2 separate regions of the Mus musculus genome follow, and region 1 is linked to region 2. The links are chromatin contacts, called in public promoter capture Hi-C maps. All regions are on one chromosome and are shown on one strand. The core of a region is the stretch at or near the end of the contact, and the rest is flanking DNA. Distances in the headings are between cores, read along the strand shown.

The links. Promoter capture Hi-C pulls out the DNA fragments that hold promoters and counts their contacts.
Region 1: a contact with region 2 is called in a promoter capture Hi-C map of liver, with 2.2 times the contacts expected there. The contact joins the promoter of Pld2 here to the promoter of Asgr1 in region 2. A contact is called at or near these places in 6 of 39 promoter capture datasets (the 3T3-L1 cell line, cranial neural crest, hippocampal neurons and 2 more) and 1 of 484 Hi-C or Micro-C datasets (liver).

Annotation. Positions count from the first base shown.
Region 1 is chr11:70,538,278-70,544,630 of GRCm38.p6, forward strand. It overlaps Pld2 (phospholipase D2), which reads left to right and starts at 1,995. Exons shown (of 25, transcript NM_008876.3): 1 at 1,995-2,337; 2 at 2,568-2,677; 3 at 2,786-2,916; 4 at 3,020-3,162; 5 at 3,538-3,643; 6 at 3,724-3,789; 7 at 4,307-4,365; 8 at 4,484-4,576; 9 at 4,666-4,818; 10 at 5,851-6,000. The coding sequence starts at 2,569.
Region 2 is chr11:70,049,505-70,056,282 of GRCm38.p6, forward strand. Asgr1 (asialoglycoprotein receptor 1) reads left to right here and starts at 4,851. Exons shown (of 9, transcript NM_009714.3): 1 at 4,851-4,984; 2 at 5,377-5,462; 3 at 6,493-6,609; 4 at 6,733-6,778. The coding sequence starts at 5,396.

The DNA.
Region 1 (6,353 bases), core at 745-3,244, 490 kb after region 2:
AGGGTCTAGAGGAAAAGACAGCAGATCTCTTGTGAGTTTGAGACCAGCCTTATCTATATATAGTGATTTCAAGACCAGCCAGGACTACATAGGGCAGTGGATCTCAACCTTCCTAATGCTGTGACCCTTTAATACAATTCCTCATGTTGTAGTGAGCCCCAACCATAAAAGTATTTTCATTGATATTTTATAACTGTAATTTTGCTACTGTTATGAATTGTAATGTAAATATCTGATATGCAGGATATCTGCAGGCTGAAAAACCACTGACATAGAGGTATCCTATCTAATATATAGATATGCACATATGTATTAAGGTTTTTAATTAGGAAAAGATGAACAGATACTTTATCAAGATACTTAAGCATATGTGTAATGGTTTGTATATCCTCAGCCCTGGGAGTGTCACTATTAGAAGGTGTGGCCCTGTTGGAGTAGGTGTGTCACTGTGGGTGTGGGCTATAAGACCCTCATCCTAGCTGCCTGGAAGCCAGTATTCTGCTAGCAGCCTTCAGATGAAGATGTAGAACTCTCAGCTCCTCCTGTACCATGCCTGCCTGGGATGCTGCCATGATCCGGCCTTGATGATAATGAACCTCAGAACCTGTAAGCCAGCCCCAATTAAATGTTGTCCTTATGAGGGTTGCCTTTCATGGTGTCTGTTCACAGCAGTAAAACCCTAACTAAGACAATAGGAAATACAGTTAACGCTGTTAATATTCAGAGATGTACAATTAAGACTGCAGTGGTAAACCTTTCAGACCACTCTAATGGATAACAGGAAGGATCTATGGAATTGAATGTGCACCGTGCTATGGAGCAGCTACAACAGAAGTACCATACACTGGTTTTTAGAAATATAAAATAGAAGAGCCATTTTGGAAAGTTTTTGTATTTAATTGTTTTCTCTATTTTGGCTTTGTGTGTATAAATGTTTTGTGTGTGCAGTGGCCACAGAGGCAAGAAGAGAACATCAGATCCCCTGGGGACTGCTTGGTGAGCAGCCATGTGGGTGCTAGGAATCAGACTCAGGTCCTCAGCTCATGCACAGAGCCATCTCTCCAGCCCCGGGGTTTGTTTTTTCAGCAGTGTTTTGCTGTGTAGCCTCAGCTGGTCTCAATGCCCAAGCTTCACAATACTCTCTCCAATTCTCTGTGCTGCTGAGCTACAAACTGCCAAGCCCAGACCTCGACAGCAAACAGTAAGTTAAACATACACTTATATGACCCAGTAGTTCCACTCTAGTTGTTTACAGAAGAGGAATTAAAATAATAAGTCCACAAAAATGACTGGCACATAAATGTTTATTGGAGGTTCATTTCCAGTGAACAAAACCTAAAACAATTCAAATGATGATTCAGCGGAAATTTGGAAGGGAAAAAAAGGACAGCCTTTAGGATCTGGGGAAAAAAAGTTTTTTCCAGACTGAAATTTACAGGCGATTAGGTTCCAGGTTCCGAAATTGGTCTGTTATTGTCGCTCAGTGTCGGGCTAATCACTCCTGCGTTAAAAGAGCGTTTCAAGAATGAAGAATGCGATTTCTCATACAGCAACGAACTTGGCAGTCACTCGGCTTTTTATGCTCTTATTACCTTCCATCAACAAAGGCTATCTGTACCGGGCCCACCAAGGGGACATCTGCAGGTCCTCGCAACCCAGGCCGTTCTGCCCGGATTCCAGGCAGTGCTGGGGACCAGACTACCCAATGGCCGCGCGCGCGCGCGCGCGCAGTAGAGGAATGTGCACTACGTGGATCGCACACTGGGGGGTGCTGGACATAGCCAGCAGGTGCCCCGAGGGCAGCTGGAGGAAGAAGACAGCCCTGGGGAGTGGGCGGCCTCCGGAGTGGGCGGCCCGGGCCCGGGCGTCTCTAACGCAGGGCGGGCAGAGGACGGCGGGGGCGGGACCCAGTCGACGCGACAGTCGTGGAGGTGAGCCCTGGGGGCCTTCCCGCCCCCCGAGGGCAGGCTCTGAACCCCGGCCCCGCCCCGGCCCTCTGGGGTGTAGGCTCCTGGCTGAGTTCTGCCTGCTTGCGAACCCGCACGGGCGCCGGGGTCCGCATCCAGGGTGCGGGGGCCCGGGACGTGGCGCGGCTGAGGTCCGGAGCCCCGGGAACCGGGCGGGGACGCTGTCGGGCTGGAGCTGCAACGGCCTTCTGACTCAGCCGCTCGTCCAGATTTCGGGATCTCTCTCCTGGGCGGGGAGCGCGCAACTTCCTCATTCCCGCCCGGACCCTTGCTTCCAGCCAGTCTGACCTGACTTCGAGCCTCGCTGTCACCAGGGCTCCTCCCTTGGACTTAACCTCGCCCCAGTTCGAGGCCATCCCACCTTAGCTAGGTGCTTTTTTGGACCTGAATTTGGAATGAGAAGCGGGGCTGAGAGGCTCTGGTTGAAGGCTGGGGGAGGGAATGGAGGTTGCAGGGGTGGGTGTTAGAGGGGCGTCGGTCTACAACCCTAGACGTTGAGAGTCACTGAGTAAGACGGGAGAGGACCGACCGGGGGCGTTGGATGGGGAAGGGGTGTTTCTGTAGGGCGAGTCCCTTCCTGAGGCTTCCTCATATTCCTAGGATGACTGTAACCCAGAAGAACCTCTTTCCCTATGGGGACTATCTGAACTCCAGCCAGTTGCACATGGAGCCAGATGAGGTTGACACTCTGAGGGAAGGAGAGGATCCAGGTATAGAGGGAGATGGCTCCCAGAGAGGGGAGATAGGGATCTGAGGCCTCCTGAGATCTTTACACCCTTGGGTTGTTTTGTTTTTGTTTTGCTTTTTTCCCCTCCCAGCTGATCGAATGCATCCCTATCTGGCCATCTATGACCTTCAGCCTCTGAAAGCACACCCCTTGGTGTTCGCCCCTGGGGTCCCTGTTATAGCCCAGGTGGTGGGCACCGAAAGATACACCAGCGGATCCAAGGTCAGTCACCAGCGGATACCAGGGAAGGCGAGAGAGGGAGTCCTGGCCCAAGTGGAGGCCTGGGTTGGGCCAGAAGACATATTTTAGATTTTCATATCCCCAGGTGGGAACCTGTACTCTATATTCTGTTCGCTTGACGCATGGTGACTTTACCTGGACAACCAAGAAGAAGTTCCGACACTTTCAGGAGCTGCATCGGGACCTCCAGAGACACAAAGTCTTGATGAGTCTGCTCCCTTTGGCTCGGTGAGTAGAACTCGGTTGCTTCCCGTGAAAGGCAGGTACTTCTCACCCCATGGCAGCCTCACTCACTCCTGTCTGTCTGACTCTTATCCCCTGGGCATTTTCCTTCCTCAGCTCTGTGCCGTGCCCCCTCCCTTGTCCCTGGTTCCCAGGAAACTTTCCCTGCTTGGATCTCCTCCATAGTACTGTGCCAATATTTTAGCCAGGCTGGATGCCCAGAATTGTCCTTAGCAACCCCCTCCTCCCAGTTGTCTCCATTCCCAGGACAGAGACCCTTTCTTTCTTCTGCCTTTCTTCTTTCTTTCTTTCTTCTGCTAGCCTTTCTTCCTCCAAGGCCCCGTCTCCAGCTCCTTCTTGAGTCTTCTCTCATCTCTGTAGCTTTGCTGTGACCCATTCTCCAGCCCGAGAGGCAGCCGCCGAGGATATACCCTCCCTACCCCGAGGAGGTTCTGAGGGCTCTGCCAGACACACAGCCAGCAAACAGGTATGCAGCAGGTCCTGTAGCAAGGTGTGCAGTATGCAAAAGGTTCTGGCTACATCTGTTTCTTTTCCGTCTCCCTTCAGAAATACTTGGAAAATTACCTCAACCGCCTCCTGACCATGTCTTTCTATCGCAATTACCACGCCATGGTAAGGTCCTGGATGCCTGGGTGGATCCTTCTCTCTCCCTCCTGTTTTTATTTTTTAATTAAAGATTTATTTATTATATGTAAGTACACTGTAGCTGTCTTCAGACACTCCAGAAGAGGGCTTCAGATCTCATTAGGGATGGTTGTGAGCCACCATGTGGTTGCTGGGATTTGAACTCAGGATCTCTGGAAGAGCAGTCAGTGCTCTTAACTGCTGAGCCATCTCTCTAGCCCACCTGTTTTTATTCTTAACAACAAAACAAAACAGGGTCTTACTGTAAAACCTGGGCTAGCCTTAAACTTTCTGTGTAGACCAGGCTAGCCTTGAACTGACCTAGATACACCTGCCTCTGCTCCCAAGTGCTGGTATTAGGTGTGTGCCAACATACCCTAGGATGCTTGTGTTTTTTGAAGTAGATGAGGATCATCAGATCCCCAGGGGACAAAGGGTGCAGAGTTAGTAGGGCAGGGGAGGCTGAAAGCCAAGTCTCCCCCTAAACTTATTTCTTCCTCTGCAGACAGAATTTCTGGAAGTCAGTCAACTTTCCTTTATCCCAGACCTTGGCTCCAAAGGACTGTGAGTGTGGGAACTCCTTACCCAGCCTTCAGCAGGCATAAGTCTCCATCTTCCTGCTTGAAAATAAAACTCGGTACAGTGTGCCTAGGGTCCCCAATGATCTTGCTTGTCCCTGTAGGGAAGGGGTGATCCGGAAGCGCTCGGGCGGGCATCGAGTTCCCGGCTTCACCTTCTGTGGCCGAGACCAAGTTTGTTATCGATGGTCCAAGAGGTGAGCAAGGGCTGGAGCTAAGGCATCAGTGGGCAGGAAGAGGGAGACCTGGAGGACCTGGATGATACCACACGGCCCTTCCGCTCCAGGTGGCTGGTGGTGAAGGACTCCTTCCTGCTGTACATGCGCCCGGAGACCGGCGCCATCTCATTTGTTCAGCTTTTTGACCCTGGCTTTGAGGTCCAGGTCGGAAAAAGGAGCACAGAGACGCGGTATGGGGTGAGGATCGACACCTCCCACAGGTGAGGCTTCCTGGCTATGAGAGTAGCCTGTGGTCCTAAGGGGAGCTGAGCAGGAGAGACCATGGGGGAAAAGGGAGGCTCTTCAATCCTCTGTGCCCTGGCCCGGCCAGAGCTTTGAGTAAGGGAATTAATCTACTCACATATTTAGGATACTCCTAGAGTAAAAGCTTATAGCACAGGCGCTTGGAATAAATGAGGACAGGGTAGTCTTCCAGTTTAGAAAAAAGGGGGCGGATGCTGGAGAGAAAAGAATGAGTAGCGCTCTTGCGGAAGCCCTGACTGTGTTCCATTCCCTGCACACACATGGGATGGCTTATACCCACCTGTAACTCCAGCTCTAGGGAGGCTGATGCCCTCTTTTGGTTTCTGTGGACATCTTTACTTACACCTGGGCACGTGCACATGCACGCACACACATTCACACACACACACACACACACACACACACACACACACACACACACTAAAACTTAAAGGAGAGGAAAGAAGCAGAACACGGCCCTGCATACCTGTAATCCCAGCCCTTTGGGAGGCTGGGCTGGGAGGAATGGCTTTGTAGGCTTGACAACTCTATAGTGAAACTCTCTTAAAATGAAGAGGCCTGATGGTAGTGGTGCACGTCTTTAATCCCAGCGCTCAGGAGGCAGAGGCAGGCAGATCACTGTGAATTCAAGGCAAGCCTTGTCTATAGAGTGAGTTCCAGGACAACCAGGGCTGTACACAGAGAAACTCTGTTGAAGGTGGGGTTGGGGAGGTAAGAAGGGAGAGATGGAAGGAGGAAGGGAGGGAGAGAGAGAAGGGAAGAGAATGAAACTCTATTTGTTCATTCAACAATAATGAGTTTCTAATACAGTATTGGTCACTGGGAATGCAACTCGGAATAAAGCAGATACATTCACTATGTCCATGGATTCTAGCTTAGAAGTTAATGGAAGAAGTAAGCAAAGGTAGTAGCCAAAAGGGGAGGTCTCTAGGCAAGAGTGTAGGCATGAAGGACAGGGATTAGTGGTACAACTTTTTATTTCTGCCCAGGTCCCTGATTCTCAAATGCAGCAGCTACCGGCAGGCACGGTGGTGGGGCCAGGAGATCACGGAGCTGGCACAGGGTTCGGGCAGAGATTTTCTACAGCTACATCAGCATGACAGCTATGCCCCACCCCGGCCCGGCACCCTGGCCCGGTGGTGAGACCTTGCTGTCCCTTCTGAACTTCTATGTGGCTTTCTCGCCTCCTTGGCTATTCTCTGAGTTCCTCATCCTCCCGTTTATCTCCTCAGACCTCATGACCCTACTTCTTTATCTCTCATCTCCCTGACCCCATAACCTCGCTAACCACTTTGATTTGTCTGCTTTTTGAGGACCTCCTAACTTGGCCATCTTCTGTGTTCTCTTACATTCCTGAGTCTTATGAACATTTCACCCACAGGGAGCCTCTGTTGAGGGGATCCCCGAGTCTTTTTGATTTGGTCTATCATTTAAATTTTTAGTATGCATTTGAATCTTAAGCACCTGCTATGTGCTCCGTCCGGTAGGGCAT
Region 2 (6,778 bases), core at 3,601-6,100:
GTATGCCTAGAAGAACATCAACAAGTAGGGTTTAGGTGTGGAAGCCCGGAGGGCAGAGGAAGGCACGGGGGCAGAGCAGACTGGAGGGAAGCAAGCAGGATCAGGCTCATAGGCCTTTACAGACATTCTAGACCAAGTGCCATGGGAAGCTGTCAAAGGGGGTGGAGAGATGGCTCAGTGAGAAAAGGTGTGTGTTGACAAGCCTGGTGACACGAGTTCAAGTCCTCATAGGGACCTGTATGATGGAAGGAAAGAAGAAGTTGTCCTCTGACCTCTGTGTGCTCACATCCGTTCAATAATAAATGTTACAAAAACAAAAACACCAAAACAAAAACAAAACAACAATCAGAAAGAGAGAAGCTATCAGAGTGGCAGGATTCTATTTTGGCAAGAGGGCTCCAGGTGCCAGGAGAGAATGTACAGTAGGGGGCGCTAGAGAACCCAGAGGTAGTTGCCTGCATTGATAAGAGAGTGTCTTTGACCCTTTGGGCAAGAAGCCTAAGCCATTGGCCCGTTTTCCTACTTGTAAAGCGGCAGCAATAACTGCCTACCTAGCTGTGTCCTTAAGAGGAATACACAGCACGGTGCCTGTAAAGCCCTTAGCCCTGGATGCGGTGTTCAGTAGGTAGTGGTCACGTGGTACACGATCGGCTCCGAGTCTCTTCACTTATTGGATAAACCTGAATGTTACATAAACCCCAAAGTATTCGGTATTTTAAAACCTTCTCTTAAATCGTCACCCTCTGAAAGGAAAGAGACAGAAAGATTGGGGCCAGAGAACTCCAATTGCTTTAAAGCAGCAAACTTGGGGTGAGGGGCAAGGTGGGATAGAGAGGGACCCCGATGGACTTGGGTAGCTCGGGCTTCTCTTGTCTCCAGAGGAGGGCCCCCCTGAGGAGGTGTCAGTTCCAACTGCAGTTGGTGCAGGGGCCCATCTTCTTCTCGCCCTGGCTGTCCCTCTCTTCCCTCAGCTTTCCCTCAGCCTTTTAGCCAGCATTTATCACATAAGCTCGCTGGCTTCAGCTCTGCCCTGGCTCTACCTGACTGTTCCCAGCTATGGGGCTCACAGGAATTCAATGCTGGGTCATCTCATCTCGAGATCTTCTGGAGGCCAAGGGTGCTGAGGGGGTTGACAAAGAGTTCCTATTCTCCAAGCCTGGGGCAAGATCAAGGTAGTATTATCGTATCAGACATGACCTTGGACGTGCCGTGACTTGGAAGGCGTCTCCAGATGGAGGTCTCCTTTATGAAACAGGAGGGGCTATCTGAGCTCGGACATTGTGTTTCCAGGGCCCCGACTTTGCTCTCTGTGGTGTGCAGAGCCCCTGGATCTGTTCTGTGTATCCCCATGCCCATTCTGGAGCTGAGAGTTCTAACCTGTGGGGGTTTGAATGAGAGCGGCCTTCCGTAGACTCATAGGTTTGAATGTTTCATCCCTCGTTGGTGGAACAGTTTGGGGAAGAATTAAGAGGTGTGTTATTGTTAGGGGAGGTGTGTCACTCGGGGACAGGCTTTGAGGTCTAAAAAAATCCCACCCAGTCTTGCTCTCTCTGTCTCCTGTTTGTGGATCAGATATGCGCTCCCTCCCAGTTGCTGCTCCAGCATCGCATCTGCCTGCCACCGCCATACTCCCTGCCATGTTGGCCACAGGCTCATCCTCTGAAACTATAAGCAAGCCCCTAACCAAATGCCTTATTTATTTACTTATTTCAACAACTTGCCTTGGCCATAGTGTCTCTTCACTGTACGAGAAAAGTAACCAAGACACAGTCTAACTCTTGCTGGGCTGCTGGTGAGAAGAAACCATTACAGCGCTCAGTACACAGCGCTCGGCATGGGCTCTTGCGGAACTAAGTACAACCGACTCATTGTCTTTAACTTCAACAAACCCTTGAGATGGGCATTAACCCAGCTTCTCAGATGAGCCCAGAATAGTCTAATAACAGGCTTCAGGCTTCTCCCCCACCCCCTTCTGGGCCCCCCATCCTTGGCACCCCTTGTTCATCCTTAGCGTCACACACTCACTCACCTTGGCTCACTCCTCCTCAGCTTTGTAGCTGTCTGGGCCTTTCACAACCTGAAAAATCTTCCTTGTTTCTACTTTCCCCCAAAAGAGACTCATTTCTCTCTTTCTTCTTGGTCTCCTGCAGCTCCAGCTGGCAGCACTGGAGCCCATTCTCTGCCCTCCTCTGGTCAGGGATCTCATCTACGTTTGCTGCTGCTACGAAAAGATACCTGGGAAGACAGAGGAGGAAAGGTTTGCCCTGGCCTAGGGTTTCAGCGGGCTCCACCCATGGTTGCCTGGCTTGGTTGCCTTGAGCCTGTGGCGAGAATGAACATCATGGCACTGTGGGGGGTGGGGGGTGGTAGAGAAGGTTGCTGACTTCAGAGCGGCTAGAGTGCAGAGAGAGAGAGAGAGAGAGAGAGAGAGAGAGAGAGAGAGAGATTTTGAGATTGACAGAGATTGAGACAGACAGACAGTCCCAGGATGAGATATACCCTTCCAAGGCATACTCCTGACCAATCTCATTGCCTCTGGGCCACTTAGCCCCTCCGACCAACCCAATTTCCACACCAAGGCCAGGCCACTATGTCCCTTAGATATCTGGCCTCATCACTGTCTGGCCTGCACCTTCCCCTTCCCTTTGTTGAAATCCTGGGGATTGGGCCCAAGGTTTTGGGCATGCCAGGGAAACTCTCTACCGCCAAGTCATGGCACCTCCAGCCCAACTTGCAACTCTTCATGGCCCTGGAATATAGCCACACAGTCTCTAAATATGTTGATTATGTAGTTCTATCCGTAAGAGATCTCTGAGCCCGTGATATGGGATTACTTGCCCCTCGAAGGTCCCAGGGCTTCTCGCCTCCTGGGACTTACATTGTGTGTGGTTCTTTTCCATGATAAGGAGGGCTGACCTGGGAGACCAGAGGACGGCATGGAAATGATGGGCTGTGTGGTGCTAAGCCCACTGCCGTCATGTCAGGAGGACATTCAAGCAGCCTCGTGGACAGGCCTGTGTGGTGAGGAACAGAGGAGTCTAAGCAGCAACCCACAGTAACTTGCCTGTCCTATGAGTGAGTCACTTTGGCAGTTGATTTTCCAGCCTTAGTCCAGTCTTTCAACAAACACAGCACTGACTGAGATCATGGTTGTGTCCTCAGGAGAGATTATTCTGAGTCAGAACCAATGGTCGAAGCCGCACTTTAACCTTTACAGTGGAGATGGTCTGTGTTTATTGTTTAAGTTGCTAAGTTGTGGGGTACTTACTTTGTGGTAAATGACTGGTACACATATCCAATGGGATATATATATACATATGTATATATACTATGTTATATGTTATATATTATACTTATACATAGTATATGTATAATATATATTATAAAATGTATCTCTCTAAATAGAAATCTATTGAAAAGGGATGAAAAACTACACACACACTCATTCATACATCCACAATCCACACTTAACATTTATTCAAGCATGTGTGTTAACATTAGTCCAGTACTGCTCTCTGATCCATGAGCTTAGGGCATGGCTCTCAGGTATGAACTGTATTTCAAAATGCCTTCTTCCAGGACAATATGCAAATAGAAAGATGCAAAAATCCTGAGTTTACAGCATTTTCCAGTTTTACAAGCTAGGGCTGAGGTCTCTCTAGCACTGAGAGAGCAAGAGGCTCGGTGCCCCCTGCTAGTCCCTACCTCTATGAGTAGAGCTACTATTCAGACTGGATCTGTATCTGTTTGCTTGCCAGAATAAACTAGATTGTAAGTGGCAAAATCAGAGAGTGTTAAATTAATGGCCCAATTTTCACCAAAATCGCTGGCAGCAAGCCCGGTTCATGTAAACATGCGGATTTTTAGGACACAGACAAGCAAGGACGCACAGAGTAGTTGGATTTATGTAAGCGGCACCTTCCTGAATAGCTCACAGGCTCTAGACGGCCACAGAGGCCACTCCTCACTGTGGAGCCTAACAGGAGGAGGATTATATGTTGAATATTGCTCTTGTCCCAAGCCTGAGTTCTGACAGGCCTCTCTGAAGCTCTCAGGACCATGAGGGGCCATGTTTAAGCCTCTCTGGGGATTTGGGGACCTGGTGCGTGGGACAGCTAAGGATCCCATTCTGAGTGAGGTGCTGGAGGCAGCACACAGGTCACTGAGTTGGGCTGCCCGGGTGTTAGTCTGTGCTCTTCTGTGTAGTATGGCTTTGAGAAGCCCTTGTCTTCCAGAGCCTCAGCTTTCTTGCCTGCAGAATGGGTTGTTCTCTGGGGATGAGAAAGGTTGAAGTCCTGGGGCATATGGTAGAATCAGTGATTTCTTGGCCCTGATCCTAGAGGGGAGCTGCTCCTCCTGTTACCACTGCGCTGCTTGGAGGACTACCATAGAGTGAGTCAGTCAGGTTAGGGCTGAGGAGCCTGGAGCTGAGACCCCAGGAATCTACAGCTTGCAATTATAACACTGAGGTCACAGGGCAGGATTGGGCAAGAGCGGGGAATCAGTTGGTGCCTCTGATCCTGGTCAGGGATATTTGGAGATACGGACAATTCTGGGAAATTCAGGACCGAAAGGGGGAGGGCTCTGAGGGCAAGCAGCAAACTGTTCCCTAGCCTTTTAAGGCCTGTCTCACCCACAAAAAGGTAACAAGTATTGAACATGCGGAAGTGCATGCGTAGATGTGTGTGCCTCTGTGTGTGTGTGTGTGTGTGTGTGTGTAGACTCCCCTTTTCTGAGAAATAGAATAGAGGTCACCCATGCCTTCTTTCCTCCCCTATACCTCCCCAGTTCCAAGTCTACTCCTACCTCTGTTTATGGTTCAAAGTCCCGGTGTTGGTGATGCCAGGTTCAGCGTGCTCGGACACACATGGGCCCTGGATGGACCCTGTCCCCTCCCCTCCCATTGCCCAGGGCTCTTCACCTGGTTCTTCAGGCTTCAGCCCCCTCCTTAGCCTGGGCTCTTCGTGGTGCTGAGGGACCTTCAGTAAGTACAGCAGGAGGAGAAGGGATGGGTGACAGCCAAGAGAGAGTGGCTGTATGGGTTCACATGCGCAGTGTGTGTGAATGGGAGAGGAGAGATTTTTCTTAGACAGAATGTAGCCTTGGTTAGTCTGGAATGCACTCTGTAGACCAGGCTGGCCTCGAACCTACAGAGATCCACCAGACTCTGCTTCCTGAATACTGGGATTAAAAGCATGTGTCATCATGTCCAGCTAGAGGATAGATTTTTGGATGTCAGGCTTGGGAGCAGATAGGGTTAGGGGAGACAGAAAGTATGTCCACCTAGTCAGATGTAAAAGGGAACTGGACTTCATCCAGCTCTGAGTCTGTTAGCCTCGGCCTCAGCTCTAAAGGCTCTAAATTTGGCTGTCCTAGGTCCGGATCCAGTGCCATCATGACAAAGGATTATCAAGATTTCCAGCACCTGGACAATGATAATGACCATCATCAACTCCGGAGAGGTGAGAGGTGCTCCCTTTCAGAGAGGCGAGGGGTTCTCCCCTCTGGAGGAGAACATCAGTGGCTCTGTCCCTCCGACTCAGCTCCTGTGTCCTGTGGAGATCCCTAGCTCTGTTCCATACACTCAGAAAACAGTGGCTGCATCACTCTTGCTGGGACATAGGGTACAGGGCATAGTGTTGGCATCCTCAGTGACAGATGTCCAAGCTTCCTCCCAATGTTACCCATTTCTCAAGACCCCAGGCAGAGGGTGGCTCCAAGGTGTGGGGCCTACTGAAGGTCGGGGGCATGAGCTTATTGTCAGCCCCGTCTGAAGTTAGGTCCCTTTCTTCTTCAGTTTCAACAGTGTGTATGTGGAGGTGGAGGTGGGGATGGGAGGTGATCAGGATCAGTTTGACTTAAGGGACCCTTGGAGAGGGGGCTGAGGGTCTCAGCACGGATGAAAGATGAAGCATCTGCTCTCCCTACTTTGTCCTCTGAGCAGGGACTGTCGTGTGCCTGTACAAACAAATACAGAGCTCTTGAGGTATCCCAGGTGGGCAGTGTGCTTTTATGCAGGAAGGAGCACAGGAGGGGAAACGGGGCGGGGGGGGGGGGGCAGGAGGGAAAGCCCGCAGGCCAACCGACAGGACTGAGTGTCATTTTCTCCCTTGGTGGGAGAGGCTCACCTTTTCTCCTTGCATGCAACCAAAGACGCACAGGATTCACGGAAAGAGGAGGAAACCCACCCTTCCCACACTTTGGTGGAGCAATGACTCCCCAGGCGTGGTTCATCGTCTGTAATGACAATATTATGCCACAGGGTGGCAGCAGAGGTCCAGGGCTTCGGGAATGCTAGGGCAGGTCAAAGCTTTGCACTTCTGATAACCCCCTTTCTTCCCTATCTTTAGGTCCTGCAGGGTTGTCCACGGCCCACATTTCTTAATCTATACGGCCCCTCTTAGTCTACTGGAGAGCTTAGTTTGCGCTCTTCCTAATACCTCGGGATTTAGGTTGGCCCAGGTAGTGAACTCTTGATACGCTCTCTTGCAGGGCCGCCTCCCACTCCACGGCTCTTGCAGCGACTCTGCTCTGGATCCCGCCTCCTCCTGCTCTCCTCGAGCCTCAGCATTCTGTTGCTGGTGGTTGTCTGTGTGATCACATCCCAAAGTGGGTGGCCAGGGCTGGGCAGAGAAAGGGGGCAACTTCGGGTGTGTGTGAGCAAGCGGTGGGTGCGGTGGTTGGTGGACACAGACAACTTATTTTTCTCTACCCACATCCTCTCTTGCTTAGATTCCCAACTCCGGGAAGATCTGCTGGCTCTAAGGCAGAATTTCAG